4 separate regions of the Mus musculus genome follow, and all the other regions are linked to region 4. Evidence: chromatin contacts called from public ChIA-PET and HiChIP or PLAC-seq data. All regions are on one chromosome and are shown on one strand. Each heading gives the region's core, a stretch centred on a gene start, on an enhancer-like site or on the middle of the called end of the contact. The rest is flanking DNA. Distances are from core to core; before and after follow the strand shown.

What was found. ChIA-PET counts read pairs in DNA pulled down with a chosen protein or histone mark. HiChIP or PLAC-seq counts read pairs in DNA pulled down with a chosen protein or histone mark.
Region 1: a contact with region 4 is called in an RNA polymerase II ChIA-PET map of memory CD8 T cells, with 21 read pairs. The contact joins the enhancer-like site here to the promoter of Tlk2 in region 4. A contact is called at or near these places in 2 of 39 promoter capture datasets (the 3T3-L1 cell line and hippocampal neurons), 1 of 484 Hi-C or Micro-C datasets (cortical neurons), 3 of 115 datasets of contacts at active chromatin or transcription factors (bone marrow-derived macrophages, memory CD8 T cells and regulatory T cell precursor) and 1 of 9 other capture datasets (adipose tissue).
Region 2: a contact with region 4 is called in an H3K4me3 HiChIP or PLAC-seq map of bone marrow-derived macrophages, with 4 times the contacts expected there. The contact joins the enhancer-like site here to the promoter of Tlk2 in region 4. A contact is called at or near these places in 3 of 39 promoter capture datasets (cranial neural crest, frontonasal cranial neural crest and stem cell-derived epiblast-like cells), 11 of 115 datasets of contacts at active chromatin or transcription factors (the NIH/3T3 cell line, astrocytes, bone marrow-derived dendritic cells and 7 more) and 2 of 9 other capture datasets (adipose tissue and liver).
Region 3: a contact with region 4 is called in an H3K4me3 HiChIP or PLAC-seq map of bone marrow-derived macrophages, with 6 times the contacts expected there. The contact joins the enhancer-like site here to the promoter of Tlk2 in region 4. A contact is called at or near these places in 8 of 39 promoter capture datasets (the 3T3-L1 cell line, the C10 cell line, the SN4741 cell line and 3 more) and 10 of 115 datasets of contacts at active chromatin or transcription factors (the NIH/3T3 cell line, bone marrow-derived dendritic cells, bone marrow-derived macrophages and 7 more).

What each region holds. Positions count from the first base shown.
Region 1 is chr11:104,665,539-104,669,635 of GRCm38.p6, reverse strand. Itgb3 (integrin beta 3) reads right to left here. Exons shown (of 15, transcript NM_016780.2): 14 at 4,004-4,097; 15 at 1-2,556. The coding sequence ends at 2,491. Among named protein-coding and RNA genes, the nearest start is that of Efcab13, 23 kb to the left of the region's middle. Within about 2 kb of position 2,040, at least 64 of the 459 cell types and tissues checked have an H3K27ac peak or open chromatin away from gene starts, as enhancers often do. A contact at or near this core is called in memory CD8 T cells and regulatory T cell precursor, where this site is marked.
Region 2 is chr11:104,628,993-104,632,579 of GRCm38.p6, reverse strand. It overlaps Itgb3 (integrin beta 3), which reads right to left. Exons shown (of 15, transcript NM_016780.2): 3 at 211-406. Among named protein-coding and RNA genes, the nearest start is that of Itgb3, 23 kb to the right of the region's middle. Within about 2 kb of position 2,134, at least 53 of the 459 cell types and tissues checked have an H3K27ac peak or open chromatin away from gene starts, as enhancers often do. A contact at or near this core is called in bone marrow-derived macrophages, where this site is marked.
Region 3 is chr11:105,899,567-105,903,611 of GRCm38.p6, reverse strand. Tanc2 (tetratricopeptide repeat, ankyrin repeat and coiled-coil containing 2) reads right to left here. Exons shown (of 26, transcript NM_181071.3): 17 at 3,743-3,928; 18 at 1,459-1,552. Among named protein-coding and RNA genes, the nearest start is that of Cyb561, 43 kb to the left of the region's middle. Within about 2 kb of position 1,896, at least 61 of the 459 cell types and tissues checked have an H3K27ac peak or open chromatin away from gene starts, as enhancers often do. A contact at or near this core is called in bone marrow-derived dendritic cells and bone marrow-derived macrophages, where this site is marked.
Region 4 is chr11:105,179,788-105,183,416 of GRCm38.p6, reverse strand. It overlaps Tlk2 (tousled-like kinase 2 (Arabidopsis)), which reads right to left and starts at 1,890. Exons shown (of 22, transcript NM_001112705.2): 1 at 1,366-1,890. 1700052K11Rik (RIKEN cDNA 1700052K11 gene) reads left to right here and starts at 1,984. Exons shown (of 1, transcript NR_027956.1): 1 at 1,984-3,629.

The DNA of each region.
Region 1 (4,097 bases), core at 791-3,290, 510 kb after region 4:
TAGCATCTGCTCTCGTGAAAGCCAAGGCATTCAGTCTGGAAACTGAAAGACAAACAGGAGCAACACCACCTCTCCCCCCACAAAACACACACACACACACACACACACACACACACACACACACACACACGTTTTCAGTGCTGGGAATCAAACCCAGGACATTCCTTAACTGCTTGTTCTACTACTGGTCAACATTCCAGCCTCCTTATACACACACAGAATCTGGACCGCAGGCTTGATACCGTATTTACTCTCGGCATCTTAGGATGTTGATACTAAAGCTGGGAATACAGATCAGTTGGTAATGTTCTTGCCTAGCATGTGTGATGTCCTGGGTTCTATTCCCAGCACTGCATAAGCCAGGCAGGATAACTCATGCCTGTAATTGTAGCACCTGAGAAGTGTAGAAAAAGGATCAGAAGTTCAAGTCAACCTTGGCTACATAGCAAGTTCAAAGCCATCCTGGGATACATGAGACCCTGTCTTTCAGAAAAAAAGAATAGTGACACTTGAAATAGACTTTCCAAGTTACCAAATCCAAAAGAATATTGAACTCCAGAGGGGTGGGGGAAATGGCTTTTCTGAATTAACTTTCAGGTGTTTTGACAGCGATCCCGAGGCCAGGACTCAGGTCTCAGATCATCAAGATGCTGTTTATAGGCCTCTTGTCTCTGGGTGGTAAGCACTGATTTTTAACATTAGATCTAAGTCAATGCCAGCAGAGCAAACCATGCTTGCTGGGCCAACAGAACCCAGAACCCAGTCGAGAAACCTCTTCAAGAAAGGGTCAGTGTGTCCACATACCCATCTTCACATGCTTCCAGGAAGAGGGAAGCCCCTTGCAGACCCAGCCACTGACTGGCAAGTTACTAAGAATGTTTGCCACACACTCTGTGTGGGGTTTTTTATGCTCTCCTTTGTCATCATACAAAATTATAAATATAATAATGCAAGTATGTTTATATACGTGCTCCTCTAGAGTGATCGGGCCTCATCATAGTTTTGGGTGTCCCCATAGGGAATAAAATAAAATTGCACTTGTGGCCTCCCAGATTAAAGGCTGAGATAAAATGAGGTTGTCCAGCCCACAGGAGAACAGGCCACACATGCAGTTCTGACTGGCCTTTCAACTCCTCCCTGGCACGTTGTTCAACAGACTCATGGGAGACTCGGGGGACTCCTTCACAAGACACCGAAGAGGTAGATACACACAAGCACCCCCATGGATGGGTGTAGCAAGCACACAGAGGCATAGGATGAGGTGTGTGGAGGTGCCCGGAAAGAGGAGCAGAAAGCCTGGAGAGTGGGGATGGACCTCCAGCTCTGACCACTGCACTCTCCCCTGAGGAGAAAGCATCTGACCATGAGAGAGAGCCTCAGCCCATAGCATCTGACCATGAGAGAGAGCCTCAGCCCATAGCATCTGACAATGTCAGAGAGCCTCAGCCCATAGCATCTGACCATGACAGAGAGCCTCAGCCCATAGCATCTGACCATGACAGAGAGCCTCAGCACATAGCATCTGACCATGAGAGAGAGCCTCAGCCCATAGCATCTGACCATGAGAGAGAGCCTCAGCCCATAGCATCTGACCATGAGAGAGAGTCTCAGCACATAGCACAAGTCTGTGGCCATCAGGGTGTAGAAGCAGGAGGTAAGAGATGGTGTTGACACAATGACACATGTTCACAAATCTCCTGGGAAGAGCTACCAATGAGGCAATTCTGAATGGCTGTGATTATGATCTTGGAGGTGCTGGCACACCCCCCAGGCCATGCATGACCCCTGAGTGGCCTTGCCATCCTCACCCTTAACAGGCCAAAGAGCCAGGTGACAAGGACTTTCCTTATGAGAGAGAGAGCCATAGCAGGACTGAGGTGCTGGCAAAAGCCACAGGCAACTCTTGAGGACTCGATTCTCCCCTAACTCCACCATCAGCCTGAGGAAGGGAGGGAGGTGGGCAGAGGCACAGACGATACAGCTGAGCTTCAACGTCAAGCACTTTCTACCACAGCTGTTGACAGTCAGCCCCAAGAACCGGAAAATTACAAAGTTGGTATAGAACCAAGACTTGACACCACTTCCTCTGGAATGGGGGTTGGGGAACCTCAGCCCTGCCCTTCTCTTCTGGGAGAATGGCCTGACAAAGCAAGCTAGCTTCTCAGAGGTAATGAGCACCTGCCGGGCATCATGAGTCCCCCTCAAGCTAAGCAGGAAGAATCCTTTGGGGAGGGCCCCTGAGGACAAAGGCTGTGGAGCTCTGCCTGTGAGACACATCACAAGTTTTAAATTACACATTTCCCCACACTCGTCACACACATAAGTACACACAGAGAGATACATTCCCACATACTGACATTCTTCCAGCCCAGCCCAACCCACGCCCCAAATCCCACCCATACACCCACACACCCACACACACACAAATGTCCTCTGTAAACATAATGGCAGAGAGTCCCACGGTCCTGGCGTCATCTGAAGATGGTCTCATTAAGTCCCCCGGTAGGTGATATTGGTGAAGGTGGAGGTGGCCTCTTTATACAGCGGGTTGTTTGCCTGCAGAGGGAAGAGAGGAGAAACGGTGGTCAGCTCCATGCACTTCCTTACCCCAAACGGTTAAACGTCATCTCAGAAATCAGCCAATGTTTACATTTACTCATCAACTCTTAGGATGGGAATAGATAGGAGAGAAGGAGGGGAGAGGGATGCTGTATTGCTGGTCTGCCACTGTTTCTAAGGGTTTTTAATTCAGTCACTTTGGGTGGAAGAATATTTGTCAGTCCCAGACTAGTATACTGTTTGCCCTGCCTCTCCCGTTTCTTCTTCTGTCCCTACTCTTTCTTTCCCTTCATTAAGGCAGTGCCCGCGATGGGAGCCAGAAGGGAAAATGTAGCAGGTGAGGTCAGAACACAGAGCCCGGCTTTTGCTGAAATTATTCCTAACTTGTTTTTATCTCATCTCTCGGGCCAGTTGCTACCCACAGACCTGTTGTGTGCCTTCACCAGGTTTCCCAAATTACTTCCTAACAAAAAGTAAATGAATCCCCCTTAATGGTAGTCAAGAAATTTAGAACATCCCCTCCATGTCAAGAAATCTAGAGAAGTTCCTCAGCGGCTCAAACGCTGTACATTCTTGGCCTGTCTAGGAAAAATAAAGTGAAGTTGGACTTAAAATTAAATAAACAGTTCTCAAAGAAAAATGCTCATCCGACGACGGACTAGCGAGCTGGCAGAGCGGGCAGAGCGGGCAGAGGCGGTTGCTGCCGGGCCTGATGCAGCTGACACTGGTCCTCAGAACCCACGTGGGAGGCAAACCTGACTCCTGCAGACTGTCCCCTGACCTCTGAAAACACACCATGGCCATACACACATGCATGGGGCTTTTGTTGTTTAGATGCTCGTTTGATTGGATTAAATCAGGTTAAACAGCATTCTGGGGTCTCCAGAGGATCCTGGTTTGCAAGCTACCACCTCTCATTTGAAGGAAAAGAGAAAAATGAGGTAAACAGATGTAAGGCCATGACATCTAAGAGGCTGACTCCGAAAGTACTTCCTGTATTGCCCCATCCCTTCCTTTGTCAGGCAAGCTGCTTTACTTCTCTGCCCTCAGTTTCCTTAACTATAGGATCCGAATGATAATATTGTCCATCAAAAGGGCTGTTACGGAGATAAAGTGTCAGAAGCATTTAGCCCTCAGGAGACGTTCTCTGCTATGTCACTTTCTGTACAGTGTGTTACATGTCCCTGATACAGATTTGCCCTGTCCCCTCAACTGGAGAATTAAGCTTCTCCCTTTGTCATAGTATCCCGTGTGAGCTCAGTGATCAGGACATGTGGTCACTGTAAGGTAGAGGACTGGGAGGCCTCATAGCACATACAGATAAAAGAACAGTCAAAACATTTCCCAGTTTCGAGGCTGGCTGACCACTGAGCATCTCCTGCCCCAACCTCGGGTTCATGAACCAAAGACTCCGGAGAACTCAAAGCTCAGCACAGCCACTCACTGTGTCCCACTTGGCTCTGGCTCGTTCTTCCTCAAATTTAGCAAATTCCTTCCGGTCATGGATAGTGATGAGTAGCTTCCAGATGAGCAGAGTA
Region 2 (3,587 bases), core at 885-3,384, 550 kb after region 4:
ACTGCAATCCTGACCCCTTTCATTGTCTTCCATTCTCCTGCCCACACACCCCCACTCCCCATCCCCTTCTCTTTCCACCCCAGTCCTATCCTGTGCTGCCCCTCCCGGGAGGAGTTCCCGCTCAGACCTTCAACAGTTGATGTCCTGTGCCCACTGGTTTCAGGTCTCTCCCCAAGATGATCCCACACCCACACCGACACCCACGCTCACCTGGCCGTAGTCGAAGGGCAATCCTCTGAGGGCTGACTTGAGTGATCTGGGCGCTGCTTCCAGAGCCCTTGCTGCTGAGTGGCCTAGCCTCCAGGATCTGGGCCTCACTGACTGGGAACTCAATAGACTCTGGAGCACAATTGTCCTTCAGCAGGTTCTCCTTCAGGTTACATCGGGGTGAGCCCTGAGACAAAGTCTATGAAGAGAAGAGCCCGAGGGAAAGGTCAACATCAGAGCTAGGGCGGCTGTGCCTCCTGCCTGGTAAGTCACCTCCCCCTGGCCAAGAGCTTCTCTGGCTCTTTGGAGCTAATCTAGCATAAAAGAATTGTCATGGTCCTTCCATGGTTAATCCTCAGGGGCACGCACAGGAAGGGAGAATAGACTGACTTAGTGTCTGTTCATGGATTGACAACAGAGAAGAGGGACCATTAAGTAAGAAGCCTGCTAAACAAGTATTTTCCAAATTGTAAAATATGATTACTTTGTGAGTCTCAAAATCAAGTTTACTAAGTAAAACATAATTAAATAGAATAGAAAATATCCAAGTATATAAATAAAAGTTTCATTATTTGGGGAATCTTTTATTTACTGGAAGATGGCACCTATAATGAGTAATAGTCCATGAGGTATTTCTTTCTGTGGGTCAAGGTTAAAACCATTTATCAATGCTGTGTTACATGCTGCCTGTTTTATAAGGTCCATGATTGTGTGTTTCCTGCCTCCCTTCTTTATCCAAGACAAAGATGACAGAGCAGATATGGTGGAGGGTAAAGAATAAGAGCCCAAGAATGAGCTGGCTGAGACTGGCTGAGACTGACACCCCCACCCCCTCCAGGCATTGTCACCACTGACTGGGTACCAGAGCATGACACACAGCTCACTTCCTTCAGCTGTATCATGAAGGGGAAAAGTCACCCTTGGCTACAGACAGCAATCAAAACCATAGAGACGCAAAGGGAGATTGTGGCTGCCAGGGGCTGAGGAAAAGGAGGAGGAGGAGGAAGAGTTGTTTAATGAGCCCAAAGCTCTAATTTTGCATAATGAAATTCAGTTATGGGGACAGATGACAGTGAGGGCTTCACATTATACATAGACAACGCCACTCACCTGGACACTTAAGGTGGTTACGGTGGAAAGGAATGGGTAGGAAGGGGCTGGGGAGATGTCCAGTCAGGAAAGTGTTTGCAGCACAAGAATGAAACCTGAGCTCAATCCCCAGCACCCGTGTTAAACACACACACACACACACACACACACACACACACACACACACACACTCACACTCACACACACACACACACACACTCACACACACACACACTCACACACAAAGAGAGACCTGGGTATGGTGACACATGCCTGCAAACCCAGAGCTAGGGAGGCAGAGGCAGGAGGAGCCCTGGGACTTGCTGACCAGCGACGTTAGCCATCTTGATGAGCTCCAGGTTCAGTGAGAGACCCTGAGTCTCAAGAAATAAGGTAGAGAGAAAGGAAGACACACAAAATAGATCTCCACACATACACACAACCACACGCACACAGAAAGGTCAAGATGGTAAGTTCTGTTATATGTATTCTACCACAATAAAAAAAAAAATACTTTAGAAGGAATTAGCTATTTAATAAGAAGAACCTCTCATCGTAGGAATGCCATGCCAGGCTAAATAACACCAGGCAAGCAGAAGGCACTCAGCAGGAGTCAGCTGTCAGCATGCTCCGTTGAGTAGTTCCTGAATAATCTACCTAGGAATAAACTCCACAAGCTGAGGAAAAGTGCCAGAGGACAGGTGCTGGCAGCTCTCTCAGCTTCCTCCTTCACACTGGACAAAAAAAAAAAAACCACACTGACACGTATGTATCACCTCAGCCTCAGGGTCTGGGTCTGTGTGTCACATGCAAGAATGAAATGTTCTTGGAAGGACACTGAAATCAGGAAACAGGCCTCAGATCTAGGTCATCACTAGCTAGCCACGTGACACCACAGAAGTCACTCTGAGCCTTAGTTTCCTGATTTGTTTGATAAGTGGGGTTAACAACAGGATGTTTTCAGTTCCATCGTACCCTGACACTAGGCATATTTAACCAGCACTGCGTGAGCTCATGTCCAGCCGTCACATGCCAGGTTGGGGGACTGACCTGAAAGCTGGCACACCCCTACCTGCCCCTGTTTCTAGGTCTTCAGACTCTCCTAACTACCACCATTCAAAAGCCATCATCAATATGTATATGCATATATTCAAGAACAACTATTAACATTTACTGAGCCCTCACTGCATACAGCATGGGACAAGCACTTCAGGAAAGTCACTGCAATGCTCACAGCTTGGTAATGCTGGAATTACTACTTATCATTTCACAGGTGAAGAACCTCTAGGGAGGGTCTTCACAAATGAGGAACTCAACTTTCTAGTTAAGAATGGGAGGAAGGGTGCCCGGAGGAGCCACAGCAGAGAATGCCCCAGGCATTCAGAGACTGGGATGCAAGATAAGGCTGTGAGAAGATCGGGAAAGATGGGTAAGTCCTTCCTGTTCAGTTGTGCATAACCTGGCCACCAGGACACCTGCAGAGAGATCAGTCACAAAGGCCTGTGTGTGTAGTGATACAGTGCAGCACTCACACCTCATCCTCACCCATACACACTACACACATACATACACTCTCCACACACATACACTCTCACTACACACATACACACTCACTACACACTACACACACATACATACTCACTACACACACATACACACTCACTACACACTACACATACACATACACACTCACACCTCATTCTCACCCATACATACTACACACACACACACTCACTACACACACACATACACACATTATACACACTATACACACACATACACACACCTCATCCTCACCCCCACACACATACTACACCCTCACACACATGCACATACACACATACACACGAACCACACTCTATCACACATGCACACTCACCCCTCATACACATACATACACACTGCATCATTTTACACACACACACCACATACACACTCCACCCTTACAGACACACACACAAACACACACACATACACACACACACACACACGCAAACGCATACACCTCAACCTGACCCAAACAGAAAGAGAAAGGGGCTCTGGCCTGTACCTTTCTTCTCTCTCAGCTTTCAGATATGAGGCAGAGGAGTAGCCCCCACAAGGGGAATAAGACTTAACCTTCTTGGTGACAAATGTCCCATAAAAGACACCACAGGCCATGCCTGACGATGAGAGAAAACCTCTATCCTGACACCTAACAGAAAAGCGCTGGGAAGAACTAACGGCTGGACAGACCAAGCCTTGTGATCAGCCACCCATCTCTGTCTGTGCCTGTCTCTCATCCTTCTAAA
Region 3 (4,045 bases), core at 647-3,146, 720 kb before region 4:
TGTAGGGGTTATAGACGCATGCTGCCAGGATTTTATGTGGGTACTTTTCTGTGGACACTGGGGGTTTTACCAAGCTGAACCCCAAACTCAGGTTCTCATACTTGTATGGCAGTGGCTTTACCCACTGAGCCATCTCACCAGCCACAGTTTATACATTTTCTGAATCTAAGGATTTCTATGAAGTATAACACTAGTTTGATGCTCTCCACTATGAATATTGGCCTTATAATTTCTACCCACTGTGACCACTGGACCATGGCATTTTGGGCCCCCTTCCTATTCTCTTGCCCTTGGTTAGAAGGCTGTGTCAGGAGGTATGGCAACGCTGTATTGAGAAGATTTGCTGACAAGAGAGGTAAACCAACATGTCCCTTTTGCAGTTTTAGGTCACCTTCCTCTGGCTTCTCTGAGGATGGGGTTCCAAGGACAACAGCTGTTTGCAGCTGCAGATTTTCCTTTAATCTATCATGGGCTCTTAAGCTGCAGCTGCCTGGCATTGGCTCTCTTTGGCTTTTACAAAGGGAAAAATTGTTGAGAAGGAAATTCCTGAGCTCTGGACCATTACACATGAAAAAGAAGTCATGAAACCTATGCACATTTTAGCAGGGGAAGAAAGAAAACAATTCAATGAGTTATTATAAATGTTAGATAAATTCAAAAATTTTATCTGATTTTTAATAACATTCTCACCTTTACCAAATGTATACCCTTCTTGTTTAGTGAAACGTTCTATACACATTTACCATCTCAATAACAGTCTCTTTCTCCCGGCAAGTAAGAAACATGTCTGTGGTTGCTCTACTGTTTGCCCTGCCCCAGTTTCATGAAAACACATCAGAGGTAACTGTGCTTCTCCCAATGCTCCAGGCTAGTCTGCATCAACCAGGAGGAAGAGCTACTGTGGGTGAAGTAAGGACCAGATGGCAGCAAATGCTGTGCTACAGACCCCAGAGAATTAGAACAGATCAGGTGGCACCTTTGGTTTTCATCTAGCTGGCATCTCTAGTCACTATGTAAAGCTTAACAGTGCTAGGTAGCCACAATGACTTCTAGCTAGGCCAGAGATGTGGATGGAAGCAGGACTTTCCCAGGTAACAGCTGTAGGTGGGACATTACTCTGGGAAGAAAGGAAAAGGAGAAAAGGAAGCAGTGTAAGGGTCATATAAACAAATGGAAGACCACAGCGGTTTCCTGCTTTGCTTACCATACTGTAAGAAAATATTTGAAACAAGAGTGGTGATGTTCTTAAAAAGTGGTAATGGTAGAGGATCCAAAGGGAAAGTGGGCTGAAAGAGAAAAACTGCCTAACTTTTCACTTGGGCTGAACTGACCTTTAATACAAAAGTCTTAAGATAGAGTGGTGAAGTATGCCAGGCTCAAAATAATATGAGAGATCCAGAAAGTCAACATGAATATAACACACCACTGAGAGAAGACAGCAATGTCCCAGAGAAGTACCTGTCTCTCCCCAGAGACTGTCAAAACTGTTGATTTGTGCTCGCTCCACTTCCTCTTCATCTTTTTCTGGAAGATCAAGTAGGTAGGAGACAATCTGAAACAAGAAGTCATGTCAGCTCACACTGCAGGTGAAAAGCTACGCTGCTGGCACTGATCTGGAAGGCAATCCTCTCACTAAATTTCTTACACACAAAAAATCAGTACTGTTTGCTTTACAAAAGAAAACTGAAACCATTCTGATAGAAAGCTGTCCTATCAGACAGTTTACATGTTTTTATTTAACATACTCCATATATCATGTGATTTAAAAATGACATATTCTTCTTATTTAAGCCAATGACACAATCTCTTGTCTGACGCCCAATAAGCACACAGGAAAGGAATGTGGAGAAAGCTGAGGTCTATACTTCCTTTAAGTAATTGTTTTGTTTCCTCTCAGAAGTATGAGGACTGCCTGGGAGGGAGAATAACTGCAAACCACAAACAAAAGTGACAGCTGTCTTGAGGAATCTGATTGTATTAGGAGTTAAGGGACTTTCCACAGACAATACACATTTCAGTTTTGCTTCATATTCACTTGGCGACCCCTAAGGCCAGCTGAGAGGACTGCTGCTTCACTGGAGCATCCCTTGCAGTGGGATGGGCTCCTGAGTAGAGACCCAGGAGAGCTGATTCTATGTTTCAGAAATTTTACACGCTGTCCCTATCCCCACCCCTAACAGGGTTTCTCTGTGTAGCCCTGGCTGTCCTGGAACTCACTCTGTAGACCAGGCTGGTCTTGAACTCAGAGATCTACCTGACTCTACCTCCTGAATGCCGGGTCTAAAGGTGTGCACCACTACCACACCAGTTTACGAGGTGATTGTTAAACAAAGCCAGTCACTTATTAAAACTTGAAATATAAAGAAATTATATGAAAAATATTAAAAAATACCTAACTATAGGCTGGCACCCACTGGTAAGAGTACTTGCCTAAAATGTGTGAGATCCTGGATTTGATCTCAACACCACAAAAAACAAACAAAAAAGTCCCTCAATTCTTAAAATTTCTCAATTAGTTAACTATGTCCTACTGTTGTCATCTGTGATTTTAAGGTTATTTATATGTATTGCATCTGTATGGATGAAACGCTGTCACGTGTGCTACTGTGTATTTCTTCCCACCTCCATATTGAGTGACATAACACTGGCAGCTTGAAGTCAGCCATGGTAGCAATAGTTACAAACTTTATAAATCAATGTTTGGTTTAGAGCAAAACTGAAAATGCGTTTCATTTTTTTTTTTTTTTTTTTTTTGGTTTTTTTTCGAGACAGGGTTTCTCTGTGTAGCCCTGGCTATCCTGGAACTCACTCTGTAGACCAGGTTGGCCTCGAACTCAGAAATCCGCCTGCCTCTGCCTCCCAAGTGCTGGGATTAAAGGCGTGCGCCACCACGCCCGGCCCAATGCGTTTCATTTTAATCAGTACAGGTGAGAGACAGTTAACAGTAAATCCAACATCAGAGTCAATGGCCGTAAAATTACTGGGAAAAAGCAAATTAGATGCAATTCTACTTGTTACATCATAGGTTGCAACCACAGGTTGGCTACAGATTCATATTTGACCAAAGCCAACACTCAATTAACCATTCAATTGAGAACACTGTTTGTCACAGTGTAGCCCATTCCTTAGATTAGTAAAATTTATAATAAGCATAAGCAGCTGTGTACCTGCTCCCTGGTTATAGTCTTTTCCTTTCCTCATTGTCAGTTACTTAACATTTCACAGAATACTACCAAGTCCATGAATTTGCCACACTTATTAATAATGTAGAAAATGCCATCTGTATGGTATTAATTATTTAGAGCATCCTTCATAGCAGCCTTGTAAAAAGACTTCAGTAACTTTATGGATGAAGACTAGGGTTCTAAGGCAGTAAGAAAACTGTACCATCTTGGACCAAAATCAACCATTCTGAGGTTCTGTGGGGTGCATCCTTCTTGTCCCAAAATGTCTGACCATATGTCTACAGGTCAGTAACTCCTCTGTGTTTTAGTGTCACAGAAAGTGTGGGAGAAGCTGTGACAATTTCCAAACTCTTTTCTTTTTTTTTTTTTCCAAACTCTTTTCTGACTCTTAAGTTTTTCCACGCACATAATTCTAGGTACGTAGTATTAGAGTATTGTGGAGTTTAATCCCCTGTTCATCACAAAAGTGATTAAAAACTTTTCACCAGTGTGGCTGGCAATTTTGCATCATTCAAGTCTTTGCCCCACAGTTTCTTAGGTCCTTTTTTTTTTCTTACCTCAGTGTAACCCATGCTGGCTGCAGCAATGAGGGCCTGCTGGATGGCGTGGCTCTTCTTAAACACTCCTTGCTGCTGGCCAGCCATTGTCCAGTCACACTGAATCAGAAACTTGACAACCTCTAGATGACCTCGCAGAGCAGCATGAACCAAAGCACACTGTCCATTCTTATCCAAGTGATCCACCTATGGGAAGAAAATAGAGAGAGCTGTGAACAAGGAACTCAGCCTAGATTATTGATGTCCAGTTCCTCTGTACATCCCTCTGCAGAGAACTTTCCCCAGAAAATGAGGCAAGGCTTT
Region 4 (3,629 bases), core at 641-3,140:
GCTGCAAATAACGTCAAGAAGCCCTACTGTATATAGCTCCTTTCTCTGAATAGCTCACAGTAGCTAGTGAAAAATGGAATTCTTTCATGGTAAATGTAATGTAGAACCCAACATAAACCATCAACCTACATTCACTCAGGAAATTGATGTAACTGTAACAATTCCTTTACAAAATCTTTTTCTGACCACTCCATGGAACAGTAGTTTCCTCTCCACTCTGGGTACCTGCTTGCACTCCTCCCAAACAGGGAGGAGCAGGAGGGCACCATTTTTAAACTCTTTTCCTGACCAATTAATGTAGATGCTATGAGCAAGTTTGTCCATCCGATGGGAGAAAGTACTCTTGCATCATCCATTAAAAAGTTCTTCAATATTGAGAATAGAAAAAGAGCATGCATCATAACATAGGAACCCTTCAAACATTCTAGTATTCCAGAGTTACTGGAGGCACTCCTGGAGTGATTGGCAGAAATTTGTATTAAAGTTCACTGAAAAAGGAATCAAACCTTCTCTGCAATCTAACAGCTCCATAATTTCCAGTAACATCCCCTACACCCGTCCTAACTTTCATTTCCCTTCCTGGACTGAATGCCTGGAGCAAAGGGGAATGAAAAGGTGACGAATTCAAGTTTCACTCACACACACAAGTAAGGAATTAGGAAACTGTTAGAATGGTAGAAAGGCATCTTAAAAAAAAAAAAAAAAGACTGAGAAGAAAACCGAGTTTTCCCTAAGTAGGTAGGTGGCCTTGCTCACTACTTGTCCTGCCCTAATAATCGAGGTCGGAAAGGCAGAGGTTACAATGCAGTCTCTCCCCAATCCCAAGGTCTCTGGAAACATTTCCCAACCCTCCATCCCCAGGCCTGGCCCAGAAAATGAGGCCCTAGCAGTTACCCCATTTAATGTCAACTCATGATCAGAAAATACCCACCCCATCTCTTTCCAGAGGGGCTTTGGACCGGGATCCTCCCAATGGCCCCAAGCCGGGAAGCAGGACCGATGGGGCCTGGTCCCGGCGCCCCTCGCCGGCTCCAAACTTTCCCCAACTCCGGGCCCACCTGTCACGGACGGAGCGAGGGACAGCTCTCGGGGGCGCCCCGTAGGCTGCCGAGGCCTCCAGCTCCCCGGAGTCGCCTCTCCCGGCAGGCCGACCGCCACACTCCCAGGCCTGGGCCTGGTCCATCTTCGGCCCGGCCCCTCGGCGACCCCGCAGCCCTCGGGGAGCACCTCCCGCCTCGGCGCCCAGGAGCTGCGGCACGACGCCGGCCCGGGTCGCAGCCTCCTCGGGCCCTGGAGTGGGGCCCCCGGGACGGTTAATACCCCAGGCCCCGGCGCCCTTCCACGTCCAGGGGCTGAGCTTCTCACCTGCCGCCGCTGCCGCTCCACTCTCCTCTCGGGAGGGGCCCCGACCCGACCCGGCTGCTGACCGCTCCGCTCTCCCCCTGGGCAGGCCCGGGGCGGAGCCGGGGCCTCTCCTGAGCGCCGCAACCCCCCGCCCGGGCAGCCGCCGGCGGCGCCGGGCTCCACGACAGGGCGGGCGGGGGAGGGGGGCCACGGAGGCCGCAGATCCCCGAGCTCGCGTACGGAGCCAGGCGGCTGACGCGGGCCCGGGCCCGGGCGGCCGCCGGGGGGCGCGGGGCCGGCCTCCTGGCGCCGGACAAAGGCCAAGGGAGGCGCAGAAGGGTCTGGGTCGGGCCGAGAAGTGGGGGCCCGCTCGGCTGGGGGCCACTCGGGTGCGGCGCGGAGGGCGGGATGGGGGGGGGGTCGGAACCGCTAGTGCCCAGGACCCGCCTCCGGCCCCTTAATCCGGATCGGTTCGGTCCGGATTAGTAGTGATCGGTGTAAACACACTAGTGAAACCGCGTGTTTCCTCGCGAGATTTGCACGGCTGGGAGGCACGGGGGGGGGGTGTTCCTGGGGTGGGGGGGAGGTAGTGCCGGCCGTGGGGGAGGGGACGGGAAAGGTGTTGGGGGGAGGGTCGCTGCTGCCCCCGGAGCTCCGCCTCCTCCAATCAGCGGCCGCGCTGGCGGGCAGGGGTTAACCAGGGGACCCCGCACCGGCGGAACAGGCCGCGCCTGACAGGGCTGCTGAGGGCGGGCGGCTGGCGGCGCTTGCGGCCCCGCCTGCGACGTGAGGGGTGGTTGGTCGGCTCGGGGGCGCCGGGTAAGCGGCCGGGGCCGGAGCCTCGGGAGCCCGCCTTTGTGGAGACAGAGTCGGAGGCCGACGGTTGGGCTGCGCCTCAGGCCGCGGAGCAGCGTCGGAGCGGCGACCCGGCGGGACTGCCGCGCTCGCCCTGCCTCTCATCTACACACATTTTTTGGGGTGAGGAAAGAGGTTGCTCTGCCCAGCGATGGATCCGAGGAGAGAGCCCGGGAGCGGGGCAAGGGGTGTCACTGAGTTCGCGGTGCCCACCCGATGTCCGCCAGCCGGCCATCCCCCGCAGCCATGGTCCACGTCCCCAGACCCCACGCCACGCCACGCCACGCCACAGGCACGGAAAGCCGGCCGGCGGCTCTCGCCTTCCACGTACCTGACTGGCCTGGCGTCTCCAGGGACAAAGGTGTCCTGGGATCACAGCCGAGCCCTCACCAGCATGCCCCCCTCCAGAGCGGAGGTCGCTACCCGCCCCCCGGGGAACTCTCTCAAAGCACCTAGGGGGAGGTTCCATCTTAACCTCCGGTGACAAGATGGCCCTCCTGGGGTGCTGGGGGCCTGCTCTTCAGAGTGTCTGCTGAGAGGGTGAGCGCCTGCGACAGGAGGGCTTTCCTGCATGGGAAAGGGTTCCACCTCTGACCCCAGCGCCAAAGGGGGAAAAAGTCACTTTCTTCACCTAGTTTCACGAGCCAAGACACGGACTTCAAAGTAACGACTCAGCTTTTTGTTTTCTTCTGATGCTTCCTTGACCAGATGTCTGAACGTGTCTGAAGGACTACAAGGGAATCACAAGAGAAACATTCAAGCTTTTACACAGCCGGCTTGAACTTTTCCAGGCGTTGGCAAGTACTCCAAAGTAGAATTCTGTTATTATTAATTTTTCCACATATTGACTGGACAGAGACCTGCCAAATGGGCAAAGGATGATAATTCCTTTTTGTACATTCTCCATCCTTCAGAACTCAAGTAGAAAAACTCAAATTGGGAGTCATCTTCCAGATCCCAGGCTGCTTGGAAAGATGAACGTTTTGAAGGGAAGAGGGGAAGAGCAAGTCAGGAGCAAAGGGTAGGGAAAGGGGGCAAGGAGGAGCCCCCAGAATGCAGTCAGTCTCAAGCATGAAAATGATGAACAAAAGGAGTGCACTGTGGCTCCTCAAGTCTGCACAGTGGGAAAACAAAGACAGTTCTTTGATTATAGTGAGATCAAGAAAATAACACCCACATTCCCATAACTTGGGAGACTGAGATGAAACAAGATTGCCAGCCTGGGTATCTTAAGACCAAAAGAAAGGGGCCTGGAGAGATGACTCCGTGGTTAAGATTGGCACTGTTCTTGGGTTTGCTCCAAAACATCTACACCCGTAAGGCTTCCATGGACAGTGCGTTCATGTGCACACACAGACATAATTAAAAATAAATCTGAAAAGAATATGGCCTGCAACTGACTATGCAGCATGGGCTGGCCTTAGGTGGTG